Linked DNA regions of Mus musculus: region 2 is linked to region 1. A link is a contact called in public promoter capture Hi-C data. All regions are on one chromosome and are shown on one strand. The core of a region is the stretch at or near the end of the contact, and the rest is flanking DNA. Distances in the headings are between cores, read along the strand shown. Region 1 overlaps Map3k19 (mitogen-activated protein kinase kinase kinase 19). Region 2 overlaps Zranb3 (zinc finger, RAN-binding domain containing 3).

Region 1 (7,289 bases), core at 3,178-5,677:
ATTGGCCCAGAAATGAAACTGCAAAAAAGTAACCATACAGAAAAACATAGCAGAAACAAAAACCTTTTGTTGTTAAAGGCATGTGAAGAGTTCCTGGATATAAACTTCCCCAACTCGCATGGTCTGACCCCTCTGATGCTGGCTGTGAGAGATGTGGACCTATTTGAGAGTCTGGATCTATTAACAGCTTACAGACCTGATGAAGTTCTAGCCGAGCTCCTCCGGCACCATGCGTGAGTACGGGTGATCAGTCAGCATCCACTGGAAGGCGGCTACTCCGCTGCAATACGCTGAAATTTACATGCAAACCTAGATGACTGATTTTTAAATATTTTTATAAAAGGGAATTCATTGTAATTTTGAGGAATGGATCAATATTGAAATTGACCATTATTCTTAAGATATCTAGTTCTTCATTGGTTTAGATAATAGCCGTTTGGGTGCTGGGGATGTAGCTCTGTTGGAAGACTACTGAGTTAACTCTCCAGTACATCAGACATATGTGGCCTATGTATCTGTTACTTAAGTATGTGGGAGGTAAAGGCAGGATCGAAGTTCAAAGCCATGTTCAGCTGAGTTTCAGGCCAGCCTAGAATGGCCAGCCTAGTTCATACCTGGCATATTCAACATTAAGGATGGAACACATGGCTTTGTGCATATTAGGCAAGCACTCTACCAGTTGAGATATGTCACGAGGCCTCTTGCTTAAAGTTTTGAGAAATGGTCATTCTCTTGGGTGTGTTTTGAAATAATTATTATCTACCCAACTTAAGAAACTTTCTGTTTATTTGATGTCAGTGTTCTTATGTCTTAACAGATTTAGCCAATCTTAGCCAAATTGGATCAATAATCTTTGATGCTTCTTCTGTTCTTCCCAGAGATCCTAAGCTTTGTGATTTCAGTGGCAAGTCAGCAATACATTATGTGTCACAAATTGAGAGTTGGAGGAAGCAGCAGTTACTGGACATCCTGATGGATTCTATGCCCAGACCAGGTCAGTATTTCTCTCTGGATGCAGATTCCCCAGTTTGAAAGTTCTGTTTGAAGTCTTTCTTTCTGTTTTTACGTCTGTTTTATAGCTCTGTTCATCTGTCTGTTTGAGACTGAATCTCACCTCTGTATCCCTGGAATTCAGTGCATAGACTCAGCTGGCCTTTAACCCACAGGGATCCTCCTGCCTCTGCCTCCCAAGTACTGGGATCAAAAGTGTGTGCCATTATACTCCACTTCATCTAAATAAATCAAATCAGTGACTCTTTAATGAGCAGTGACTCTTTGAAGCACAGGGTTACATGCTTTAAAAAAATGCAAAGAATTCTCACTCCACATTCTTGTGTGTGTGTGTGTGTCTGTCTGTCTATGTCTGTATGTCTCTATGTGTAAGCCATAATTCAATCTCCAGTGGTTTTGAGGATGCTATACATCTTACTTTTTAAAAGTAATTAATTTATATGAATGAGTATGTGCCTACTTGTATGTAGTGCTCATGGGGGCCAAAAGAGAGCCCCCTCTGGAGTTACAAGTAATTGTGAGTTGCTGTGGATGCTAGAGAATAAGCCTGGATGTCTGTAATAGCAGCAAGCGTTCTTAACCAATAAGCCATCTCTCCAGCCCCAAACCTTGCTTCTTGAAACTAGGATCTCTCACTTTTTCCTAGAACTTGCTTAGCCAGCTGGGCTGACTGCCCCAGGGGTCCCCTTGTCTCCACCTTCCCAGCACTGGGGCTAAAAATTCACACCTGGTTTTTCTTATTCTATTTTGATATTTATTTACTTTAGTTTTAACTGTATGGGTGTTTGCCTGCATGTATGTCTGTTTACTACATGTGTGCCTAGCACCAGTAGAGTCAAAAAGAGGAGACCGGATCTGGAAGTGAAGTCATAGACAGTTGTTAGCTACCACATACCTGCTAGGAATCAAACCACCTAGTTCCCTGGCAGAGCAATCAATCAACCAACCAATCAATCAATCAATCAGTGTTCTTAACCACTGAGCTACTTCTCCAGACACCCCCACCACACACACACACACACTTCCTTTTTTAATTTCAGGTTTTGGGAATTGATCTCCGCTCCTTATGTTTGCAGGAAAGCACTTGGTCAACTGAGCCATCTGGAGGTCAAGCTATTTAAGGGACTGAGTGGTCTTCACAAATCCCCCCATCACTTTTCACTCTGATTCCTCTCTCTTGCTATAGTATTATGGGGAAATCATCTTCAACCCATGAGAGTCTTCCAGGGCAATTCAAGAGAGCAAAAAAGACAGTTACCAGGCAACACAACCTTTAGTTTTCTAGGCAAATCTGTTTGGAAGAGAATAGAGAGGCTTCCTCCCACCCATGCACCAACAGAAATCCATTCAAGGGTTCATCTTTAGTGAAAGGAGAAAGGTAAACATCTTTCCTCTTTCCCCTGTTGATGACTCAGAGGGTTGAAAAGCTCTTTTCTATGTTCCAGCACCTCAGAGGGTGTGCCTGTGAGAATGACGTCATTAAGGATGAGTTGCTATAATTATGTTGAACCAAAATCTAACTCTTGGTAACTTTTTTTTTTCTTGAATTCATGTGTGTGAAGTATGTATGCAGTGTGTGTGTGTCTGTGTGTGTGTGTATGTGTGTGGTGCATGTACATGCATATCAGAAGTTAACATTAGGTATCTTTTTCTATTAAATTCCACTGTATTTACTAAGGCAGGTTGATTCTTTTTGACAGAAAGACATGCCGAGTCACTGCTTGACATCTGTCATGAGGCAGGCTCTACTCCAATGGAGATGACAGTTTCCCAAACTGAAAACCTCACCTTGCAGAGCATCAGCAGCAGTGAGGTAGGAGGAAATGGGGGGGTGGAGAGGGAAGAGGACATGGGAGGAGGGGAAGGGGGGAGAGGTGGCTCAGCAGTGAAGAGTGTGCTCTGCATCTACAGAGGATACAGGATCAGTTCCCAGCATCGGCATGATAACTCACAACCACCCATAACTCCATACCCTTTTCTGATCGCCAAAGATACCAGGCATGCAGGCAGTACAGACATATTCATGCAAGCAAATCATTTGTGTAGATAAAATAAGATGATTAAATCTTTTTAAAAACAGTTTAAAAAAGCACAACGATAAAAATGAAATGTCTGGTCAACCTACTATTTTATTTGTACTGCCTCAATGTTTTGTAATAATCATATATGATTTCTATAAATATCAATATCGTGTACACATATTTTTGAGGCAGTCTTGTTATACTGTTAGAACTTACTATGTAGTGTAAGCTGGTCTTGAACTCCTACTTTAGCTTCCCAGGATCCCATAGTATGTAACACCCCATCCAGCTGACTAATGACAGTATTAGTATAATCATGTTTAAATTGTAAATTAGGGGCTGGAGAGATGGCTCAGTAGTTAAGAGCACTGACTGCTCTTCCAGAAGACTTGATTCCTGGCACTCGCATAGGAGCTCACAACCATCTGAAACTTCAGTATTAGGAGATCTGACATCCTCTTCTGGCCTCAGCTAGGACTGCATGCATGTGGTAGACGTACATGTAGGCAAAACATTCATTTACATAAATTTAAATACGCAAATTAGCTAGTTAGGTTGTACCGAGAGTGTGTGTGTGTGTGTGTGTGTGTGTGTGTGTGTGTGTGTTTGTGTGTGTTTGTGTGTGTTTGTGTGTGCACATGTGTGTCTTAATTTCTACTGTCACAATAAAATCCATATAGCGAGTGAGTGAGATAATAAAGAACAGAAATTTAAGTCAGGCGGCAATGTTGCATGCACTTAATCCCAGCACTTGGGAGACAGGGGCAGGCAGATCTCTGTGAGTTCAAGACCAGCCTGGTCTGTATCACAAGTTCCAGGACAGCCAGGGCTACACAGAGAAACCCTGTCTCAAACAAAACAAAACTACAAAAGCAAAACAAACCAGAAATTTATTTCTCAGTTCTAGGGACTAAGGAGTTAGAATAGGTTGCTGTTATATGGCTTTTCAGACATAAACCCATGTCTAGCCATCTGTCAGAGTACAGACAATAGACCAAAGGAAAGATTCCATTCACAGCCAGCTCAGTGGAGCAGTGAGTTCATTAGCTTATTTATAGGATCATGGATAAGGGGCTGTATACAGAACCATGGATGACTCAAAGGCCACTGGATCACCGAAATAAATGGGCGATGAATCCGGGAAAGCTGCATCCTTGAAACTTGTGATCTATAAGTACCTCAATTAAAGAGCCTCTCTCTCTCTCTCTCTCTCTCTCTCTCTCTCTCTCTCTCTTCTTTTCACTCAGCCCCCAAGTAATTCTTTTTTACTGCTTATATAGCCTCAGGGTAGGTCAGAGTCTCGGTAGCTTTATGAGCTTCCTGACTCTTAGGAGTTGCCTTCTCTCTGCCGAAAGAATGTTTCAATTCAGTGTATGCACGCTGGAAGCCTTTGGTTAGTTCCTCTTTCTGGCTCACTGGTGTCTTGACTAGGACCACTCAGGCCACTATCAGGGCTCCACTCTCATGAAGTAATTCCCTCCTAAAGGTCCTACTTCCTCCTGACATCACTCTGAAATTTAGGACTCAAACATAAAATCTCTTTGGGAAGACAGACATTCGATCTGCCCCTAACTTGTATGTGAATAACACAGAAGGCAGTTCCTGTTTTATCTGTATTGAATTCTATGTCATAGGATTCTATTTATTTTATACATTTTAAATTTTTTTCATTAATACTTTCTTTCCAGTGTGGGAGTCTTTTCATTTCTGAGTATTTTTACCTTCTAATGGTATTTAAAAATTTTTAATTACATTTATTTATGGGGACTAGAATTCAAATGCATATTACAGTACTCATGGACATCAGGAGACAACTTTTGGGGATCAGTTCTCTCTTCCTATGCAGCTCCCAGGATCAAACTTGGGTGACCATTTTTGGCAGCAAGTGTCATTCCCCATTGAGACATCATACTTGACATTCCAACAGAGTTTTAAAGAAATCTGTTCACAACCTAGTTTCCTATGCTTTCTATTCTCCCCACCCTTCTTTCTTTAAGGTTTTAGAATCTTTGGGCAGTTGTAGTGTTCCTAAAGTTCACAGTGCCAGGGTCGTAGGACTTTGTTATAGAACTGAGGCCTAGATGCGCCTTTCCATTTAAATACGGTGTTTATTTTTGAGACAGGTCTCATGCATCCCAGGCCAGCTTCAAACTGCTTGCATAACCAAAAATGACCTTGAACTCCGGCCTCTGCCTCGGTTTCCCAAGTGCTGAGATTACAAACATGTGCCTCCATGCCCAGTTATATATGGTGCTGGGCACAGTCAACTACATCCCCAGCCTAGATGTAGAAAATTAAAAGCACAAAATCAATAGTAACAACTTCCATTAAAGGAGAATATCACCAACAATAACTCTGAGGCAGATGTTTCAGAAAGTAGTGGTGCTTGCTCCTACCAAGCCTGGCTACCTAAGTTCAATCCCTGGGACCCACATACTGCAAGTAGAAAACTGAATCCCACAAGCTAGCTTCTGACCTCCACATGTGCCCTGTGCCACAAGCATGTGTCCTCATGTGTACATACACACACACACACACACACACACACACACACACACACACACACACATATGCACGCGCTCAATAATAATCTTTTTTAAGTCAGGTGGTGGCGGCATACACCTTTAATCCCAGCACTCAGGAGGCAGAGGCAGCCTGGTCTACAGAGCAAGTTCCAGGACAGAAACCTTGTCTTAAAAAATAAATAAAAATAAAATAAATGAAAATAAGTTTTAAAAATTAAAGACAATGACTTCTATCATACAAAGAAAACATTTCCCTTTAAAGAGTTCTGAGTACTTCTTTATAAATCAAGTTGGCTTTCAAACATAAGGCTTATTTTCTAGAAGGCCAAAGGGAGTTTGGGAAGTTGTGCCCCATGATCAGATCAGAGAACAGTCCTAGAGAAAACTGTAATCAGCTTTGCTGCCTGCTTCCCTCTGGGGTTCTATCTGCAGTTTCCCTGGGAGCAGGGCTTTCTTGATCTTCTGTGATGCCCCAGGGATCAGCTGTAGGCTGACGTTGTAGCTCCTCGCAGTTTGCTTCCCTGTGACTGTGTCTGAAGGATTCTTTCCACTTATCCGTGCAGAGGGCATTTGTAGCAGCTTAAAGTAGAAAATACTGAGGGTGGGATTTCAGCTTTGATCTTCCATTGTCATTACGCAATTAACCGCTTCTGCTCCGGGGGAATGGAACCTTCCTCGATGTTTAAAGTCCTAAATATTTTATCCAATTTAGAAGGAATTCACAGTGTCAAAGTTTACCCTTGGAAGGTCAGCATTCACCCTGCCAACAAACTAGTATGTTGAGTCACCACCTTAACGTTTAGATTTTAAAAAGTGTGTATGTGTTCACACATGTGTGTATACATGTGCAAGCCAACCTTGGCTGCTGTTGCTCTAAAGCCAACCTATCACGGCTGGCTGACCCCAGGTAACCACACGTGCGTCTGCTTCCCAGGGCTGGTGTTACAAATGTGTGCCCCAACACCAAGCTTTTAAATGCGGATTGCGCTTACTGAACTCAGTTGCTCATGCCTGTGTGGCAAGTGTTTGACTGAGCATCTCCCCAGAACCTCTCTGAGCTCTCAGTCTGTGATCTTACAGGACTTTGACCTTGAAGATGACTTCAGCCCGTTCATATTGGCTAGGGAAGGAGCAGCTCCCAGGGGTGAAAACTGGCCACGAAGGACAGAAGGTATATCAACTTGTCCCTAAAGATAGCACTGTTGCTTTGGGGTTCTCTGGCAATTTCAGAAGTATGTGGTGAAATTTTGAAAACAACTTGCAAAGGGAAAGAACAGAAGCTGGAGAGACAGCCACTGGTAAAGTGCTTGCTTTACAAAGATAAGGCCCTGAGTTTGTTCTCCAGAGCCCACATAAAAAATGCCTGATGCCCCGGCCTACCTAGTGAGTGTCAGGCCAGGGAGAGACCCTGTTCCCCAAAGACAAAAACAAAACTTACAAACAAGAAATCAAGATGGACAGTGCCTGAGGGATGACACTGGCATCATGTGTATGTTCGTATACATAAACACACACATTCAGAAGGAGAGGGAGAGGAGGGCAGGGGGAAGGGATCAAGGAGGAGAGGGGAGAGGGAGGGAAGGAGGGCGGGAGAGAGGGAGGGAAAGAGAAAGAGGAGAGAGGAGAGAGGAGAGAGGAGAGAGGAGAGAGGAGAGAGGAGAGAGGAGAGAGGAAAGAGGAGAGAGAGAGAGAATATGACTAAAAAACCCTCCATCTTTCTGTTATATCCTTT
Region 2 (6,763 bases), core at 2,199-4,698, 180 kb before region 1:
CTTCCATCTTCTTTTTTTCCTTTTTGAGTTCTTTCTGTTTTCTTCCTCCCTTCCTTTTTTTTTTTTTTCAAAGTGGCTCATGTAGCCCAGGCTGCCCTCAAACTCATTTATTTAGAGTGTATTGTATGGGAATATAAATTGTGTTTCAATAGGGCTGTTTTGAAAAATAGAATAATTGGGCTGGTACAATGGCTAAGCAGGTAAGGAACCCACATGGTATGAGAGATGTCTCATATGCCCCCCTCCCACATAAATGGGATTTTACAAAAGTTATATATAATCACTATCAAATAGAATGGCAAATAACCAGGTGTTGATGGGTGATGGCTCCTGTTCATCGTTTCCCCTCTCTTCCCAAATCTCAGGTTAAGAATACTTATTTTTTTAAGGCAGGGTCTCCCTTTCCAGCCCTTACTTGCCTGGAACTCCCGACATAGACCCAGCTGGTCTCAAACTACCTTTACTTCCTAAGTGGTGGTATAGGCTAAAGGAGTGCGACCACTCCCAGCCCCACACACTTTAATGGAGTATTTCTGCTCTCTGAGTATTTTGTGTGCCTACAATGTAGTTTGATGTATTCACCCTCCTTTCCTTGCCCTGACTCCTCCCCGGTCCACCCCACCCTACCTCCAAGCCTCCAGTGTTCTTCAGAGTAAGCGCCACCTCTGGCTTCTGAGTGTCTGCTGAAAGGAGATGTGGCAGAGGGAGACTGCAGTGAGAAACAGTTTTGGTGATCCATGCTTCAGTGTGCCAAGCATAGGGCTTACAGTAGCTTGAGGTAAAACCCAGGAAGCAATAGCTCATGCCTCTTTCTGTGGTACATGGTCTCCAGGAAGAATAGAGAAGCCTCCTCATAACACTTAACACTGTGCTGTGCCATTCTGATGGCAGATCACTCAAACTTCAGGCTAAGGACAGACTTGCCTAGCGTGTGTGAGGCCCTGTGTTCAATCCCTAGAATCACAAACAAACAAAAGTTCTCAGACATCTGCCCTTCTGAAACATGTATATTGGTCCTTTACAGGAGGCAGATAAGACCTGTACCTGCACCTATCTGGGTACAGTCTTATCAGCAAACATCCAGCTAGCTACACCTACAGAAAGTGTCCTGGGATCAGATAGTATGCTAAGAGTCCATTTTAATTCATATATTTCATTCTAAGAACAAAATTAAAGAGCCCTTCTGTGACGGTCCAGGGAGTGACACTATTTGGAGGTGTGGCCTGGTTTGAGTAGGTATGTCACTGTGGGTGTGGGCATAAGATCCTCAGCCTAGTTGCCTGGAAGTCAGTCTTCTACTAGCAGCCTTTGGATGAAGATGTAGAACTCTCAGCTCAGCTCTGCCTGCACCATGCCTGCCTGGATACTGCCATGCTCCCACCTTGATGATAATGGACTGAACCTCTGAACCTGTAAGGCAGCCCCAGTTAAATGTTGTTTTTTATAAGACTTGCCTTGGTCATGGTGTCTGTTCACAGCAATGGAAACCCTAACTAAGACACTTCTAACTTCTTTCTGTGTCGGCAGTTTGGAGTCTTAGGTTCCTTTGTTAATGATGTGGTCAGATGTACTTAGTGTGATGAATGGAAAAATATGTGACAGAATCAGTTATTGGCAAGCATTTTCCCAGTGTTTTGTTTTGTTTTGGTTTGGTTTGTTTTAAGACATAGTTTCTCTGTGTAGCTCTGGCTGTCCTGGAACTTTTTCTGTAGACTAGGCTGGGCTAGAATCAGAGATCCACTTTCCAAGTGCTGGGACTAAAGGCATGTGCCACTACCACCATATTTACAAATCTTTAAGTTAAGTATGAATATATGAACATTAAAGGAAACAAAATATTTAAATGGTGTGAAAACTTATCAGGCTGGGCTGTGGCTCAGTGGTAGAATGCCTGCCCAGTGATTCTCCTGCCTTAGTCCCTTGAGTAGTGGAGTTGCAAAATTGCAATTGTGAATCCACATTCACTGCTTTGGGTAGCTTTATTTTTCCTTTACATTTTTTTTAAAGTGGGGGTGTTCCTTCAAAGGCCGTCAGATCTTCTAGAACGTGAGTTACAAATGTGAATGCTAGCATCCAAACTTGAGGTCCACAGCAAGAGCAGTGTGCCCTCTTAACCACTGAATCATCTCTCTGGACCCCTTGGATTGGCTTTCTGAAACTAATTTTCACTCAGAAATAACAGTAAAGGGTGTCGTTTTGCTCCTGTTATTAACAGGAAGGACATACCGCATACATGGATTTCCTCCTGTGACATTTAGCTCTAGCTTTGCCCTTTGTGTTTTTTGTCTTAACAGATACTTTGGCAAAAGGCGTCAGTGGGACTGTAGAGGGGCATCAAACCTTAGTGAGCTTCACCAGCTCCTAAATGACATAATGATCAGAAGACTAAAGAGTGAAGTTTTAAGCCAGCTGCCCCCGAAAGTCAGACAGCGCATTCCCTTTGACCTTCCCCCAGCAGCTGTCAAGGTGAGAGCCTGTCTTTAGGTGAAAGGCTTACTTCATTATGAATCATGCTGTTAAAGATTGGGCATTAGACTTCACAGAAAAGCATACTTTCTTAAAACTGGCTTGATTCGTAGAACCACTGTTGGTTTTACATCATCTCAGGAAAAGCACAAGATGATTTTAATTATCAAATCTGTGAACAGATACAGCTCCCAGTGATTCAAATGTTTATGATGACTATAGGAAGATCACTTGGATTTTAACAAACTATTTAGTATGAAGGATTCATGGTACCTATAATGTAAATGCACAGGGGTGGGTGTGTGTCTGTTTGTGTGAGTCTGTGTGTCTGTGTGAAGCTGGGGCTGGGTCAGTGGCCTCATTGATGAAATACTTGCCATGCAAGTGTGAGGGCTTGACTTGAGCATGTCAGAACCCAAGTAAAACTGGTCTCATGACGTGTGCATCTGTAGTCCCAGTGCTGCTGAAATGAGATGGGAGCAGAGACTCGAGCATCCCCTAAAGCTTTCAGGGCAGAGGAGGGAACAATAGGAGACCCTGTCTCAAACACGGGGTCGGTGAGACCAACAGCCTAGGTTGTCCTTGACACCCCTCACACACATGTGCTGTAGAGCGTATGAATGCATGCATGCATGTGCACATACACATACATCACACACATGAAGATTTTTTTAAAGTATAAATGGCTTTTAGTATAGAATAACCTAAATGTTGCTCTGTTCTTGACATCTGAAATCCTTTGATAATGTTGCAGGCTGTAATATTTAACACATCTGAAAGCCAAATGTTTCTTTCCCTTGGCCTTATCTATATTTACATATGGTACCTGTACAGTCTCTGAAACTTTGATCTGGACATGGCTGAGTGGACAAAAAGTTTGCATTGTTAAATCATAGAAGCAAAATAAGTGTCCTCTAATCATCGGGCGCTACAGCATTGCTTAAATAAGAATGAGTTTATTTTCTCTATCTGATGTTTTAACATTGGAGAGAAAAATGAAATAATTTATGGCCATATTACATTTCATGTAACTAATATTTCTCTCATCCTTATGCTTGTTTAAATAATATATCTTATTACAAAATAAAATTTCGCAATCTTGCATTCTGATATGGTCAGAGTTTTTTTTTTTTCTTTCACTTTATGCAATTTTTCAAGAGGAAGCTTCAATTGTCTGACTCACGGTTTGACATAGCTTGTCACAGTCTTTTGTCATTAGCACAGACATGTGACCAGCCTCTGCGCTGTGGTTTTAAATGAGCGCCTTGGTATCTATGGGAGTTTTCTTTTTATAGCTTTCTCTACAGAGAAGGGGGAAGTAGGACCTGATTCATGATTGGATTAATTGTTCTGTTCTTGATGCTGTATTCTTAAACAATGGTAATCCTTCCCACATAGGAACTGAATGCCAGCTTTGAAGAATGGCAGAAACTAATGAGAGCTCCAAATTCAGGTGCCATGGAGACGGTTATGGGGTTGATAACACGCATGTTCAAACAGACTGCAATTGCCAAGGTACTCCTTGTTGGGCCTTTATGTATTTGTCATCATACAAAGTTTTCAATGTGTTTTAATTAGTCCAATAGGTTACTAATATACTACAACATGTCACTGCCTTTTTAAATTATTCTGGAAAAACGAAACTGTCTGGAAAACAGACGGCAGTGGGAAGAACCCACCACTTATATAGTTTCACGTGTGTACCTTACTTAAGGGATGTACAGATGGCTCTCTCTATTAGCTTTTGGCATGGTTTCTCTTCATGATCCCTGCAAGTAATCCTTTTAAAGGTTGAGACAATCATCTTTTGTATTATGAAGTTTAAAGAGTTGCGTACACTCACGTTCACACAAAATTTAAATAGTGTTGGGAGTTCTTGAATCTGTGTGACTATTCAATAAGCTTATCGTATGTTACTGTTTTGACAAGTGTGACAGTATTTTTAATACTGAGTGTGATTCCTCTCAATCCTGAGATTGTTAGTGATTTTTTGTTTGTTTGTTCTGGTTTGTTTATTTGTTGTGTGGATTGTTGTGAGACAGGGTCTCACTATGGTGCCTATACTGACCTGGAATCTTCACTGTATAGACCAGGGTGGTGTGGAGCTCACAGAGATCCACTACTGCCTCCTGAGTGCTGGGTGTAAGGGTGTACTCCACCATGCTTGGCTTTCGTGGGAAGAGCACATCTAAGAGGTTCTTTATGCGTTTTAATATGTGTCTGCATACGTTCAGATGAACCATGTCCACGCATGTGCCCCGGAGGCCATAAGGCATCCAGTCCCCCGGAAGTAGAGGTACAGACAGTTGTGAGCTGCCCAGCCTAGGCTCCAGGAGTCCAATCTGGGTCCTTTGTAAGATCAGTTACTAGTGATCCTAAGCACCGAGTCATCCCTCCAGCCTCAGTGCTGAGACACGTATAGATATGAATATAGATTATTAAGTGTAAATTGTTAACTTATACCTTACATAACATGAAATTTATGCTAGAGAGAGAGAGAGAGAGAGAGAGAGAGAGAGAGAGAGAGAGAGAGAGAGAGAGATAGGGCCTGGAAAGATGGCTCAGAGCCTGTTGTTCTAGAGGACATGGTCTCAATTCCCAGCACCCGCATTGTTGCTCACAACTATCTGTAACTCCAGTTCCAGGGAATCCTCCTCCCTCTTCTGGCCTCAGGGCACTACATTTATACATGCACAGATATTCATGCTGGCAAAACACTCACACTCATAAAAGAAAAATAAATACATCTTTAAAAGTTTATAGGTGAATAAAGTGCTTATACTTATCAAGTGCTTATACTTGTGTGCACACCAGTGTAGTCTAGAGGCTCTTCCTACTACCCACAAAGGTCCCTTGCAGCCCAGGCATGGCTGCTGCATGTTAGCCTTCAATCACTAAGTTTTCTCACTTTCCAGAGCAAAGTATGAAGCCTTGAGGTTTGTTTTTCATGTACTGTAAAGCTCTTAGTATAATTCAGTGTGTTACATAAGTCATTTTTTTCCTTCTGTTGCATCCTGGGTAGCCTGCAATGTATGGAATTACAGCATTTAGTTTTCTTGCTTTCTTCACTAGTGGTTAGACTTTTAAGGTATTGCAGATTTTATGATTTCCCTCAATAGTAAGATGTGCTGTTATGGATAAAAATAATGTGATACTCCATGTACCTGGTTATAGAGACATCATTTTCCTTTGATTTTCATTAGTAGGGGAGTTTGTAAATGCCAGAGTGTATGTGAACAAGTCAAAGAACAACTTTCAGGAGTTGTTTCTCTCCTTGTACCTTTTCTAAGTCAAGGTCCCTTTGTCTCTGGGACTGAAGTGCCTACTCCAGACCAGCCAGCCCCAGGCTTCCTGTTCCTTCTGGCTCCACCTCCCTTCCTGCCTTAGGAACGCTGAGTTTACAGATACGAGCCACCACATCCAGCCTGGATCAAACTCAAGTCTTCAAATTTGTATAACAAGCACTTTTACCCACTTAGTCATGTCCAGCCTAGACCTCATTTTTATCTTTTGAGGGCAGAAACCCAGAAATGGGACTGTGCTTTAGGATCCTATTAAAGTACTTCATTGTCTCCTCACAGTACTTCACTGTCCCACAATGCTCCACTGTCAAGTCATAGTGCCCCACAGTGCTCCATTGTGACCGCAGTGCTTTATCATTCCATCATAGCACTCCATTATCTCATCCGTCACAGTGCTACAGTGTTCTGTTATCCTCTCACAGCACTCCATTGCCTACTCACAGTGCTCCCCTGTCCCAGGACAGTGCTCCATTGGCCCATCATGTGGCTCCATTATACCAAAGCAGAGGTTCAGTTGTGCTATCACAGTGCTTTGATGTGCCATTAAAATGCTCCACTATCCTAAATCAATGCTCTGCTGTGTTCCTCACAAGAGAATTTGGCTCTAAAACCGGTACTCCACTATTACATCACAGTGCTCCATTGTCTCACCACAGGCTCAATTTCACTGTCACAGCGGTCCCATTGCTCCAGATTACCAGAGTGCTTCAGTAATCCCTCAGTGTGTTCTACTGTGTGCTCAAAGTAGTCCGCAGTCTCATCACAGTTCTCCACAGTCTCATCACAGTGCTCCACTGTGTCATCACAGTGCTCCACAGTCTCATCACAGTTCTCCACAGTCTCATCACAGTGCTCCACTGTGTCATCACAGTGCTCCAGTCTCATCACAGTGCTCCACAGTCTCATCACAGTGCTCCACTGTGTCATCACAGTGCTCCACAGTCTCATCACAGGTCTCCACAGTTTCATCATAGTGCTTCACTATGTCATCACAG

The links. Promoter capture Hi-C pulls out the DNA fragments that hold promoters and counts their contacts.
Region 2: a contact with region 1 is called in a promoter capture Hi-C map of the HPC-7 cell line. The contact joins two enhancer-like sites. A contact is called at or near these places in 1 of 39 promoter capture datasets (the HPC-7 cell line), 5 of 484 Hi-C or Micro-C datasets (cortical neurons, embryonic stem cells, erythroid progenitors and 1 more), 2 of 115 datasets of contacts at active chromatin or transcription factors (the HPC-7 cell line and embryonic stem cells) and 3 of 9 other capture datasets (adipose tissue, embryonic stem cells and liver).

What each region holds. Positions count from the first base shown.
Region 1 is chr1:127,833,974-127,841,262 of GRCm38.p6, reverse strand. It overlaps Map3k19 (mitogen-activated protein kinase kinase kinase 19), which reads left to right. Exons shown (of 14, transcript NM_011737.2): 4 at 79-233; 5 at 879-994; 6 at 2,712-2,824; 7 at 6,638-6,728. Among named protein-coding and RNA genes, the nearest start is that of Map3k19, 17 kb to the left of the region's middle. Within about 2 kb of position 4,427, at least 35 of the 459 cell types and tissues checked have an H3K27ac peak or open chromatin away from gene starts, as enhancers often do. A contact at or near this core is called in the HPC-7 cell line, where this site is marked.
Region 2 is chr1:128,013,261-128,020,023 of GRCm38.p6, reverse strand. Zranb3 (zinc finger, RAN-binding domain containing 3) reads left to right here. Exons shown (of 21, transcript NM_027678.3): 7 at 2,295-2,466; 8 at 3,865-3,981. Among named protein-coding and RNA genes, the nearest start is that of Gm28800, 56 kb to the right of the region's middle. Within about 2 kb of position 3,448, at least 57 of the 459 cell types and tissues checked have an H3K27ac peak or open chromatin away from gene starts, as enhancers often do. A contact at or near this core is called in the HPC-7 cell line, where this site is marked.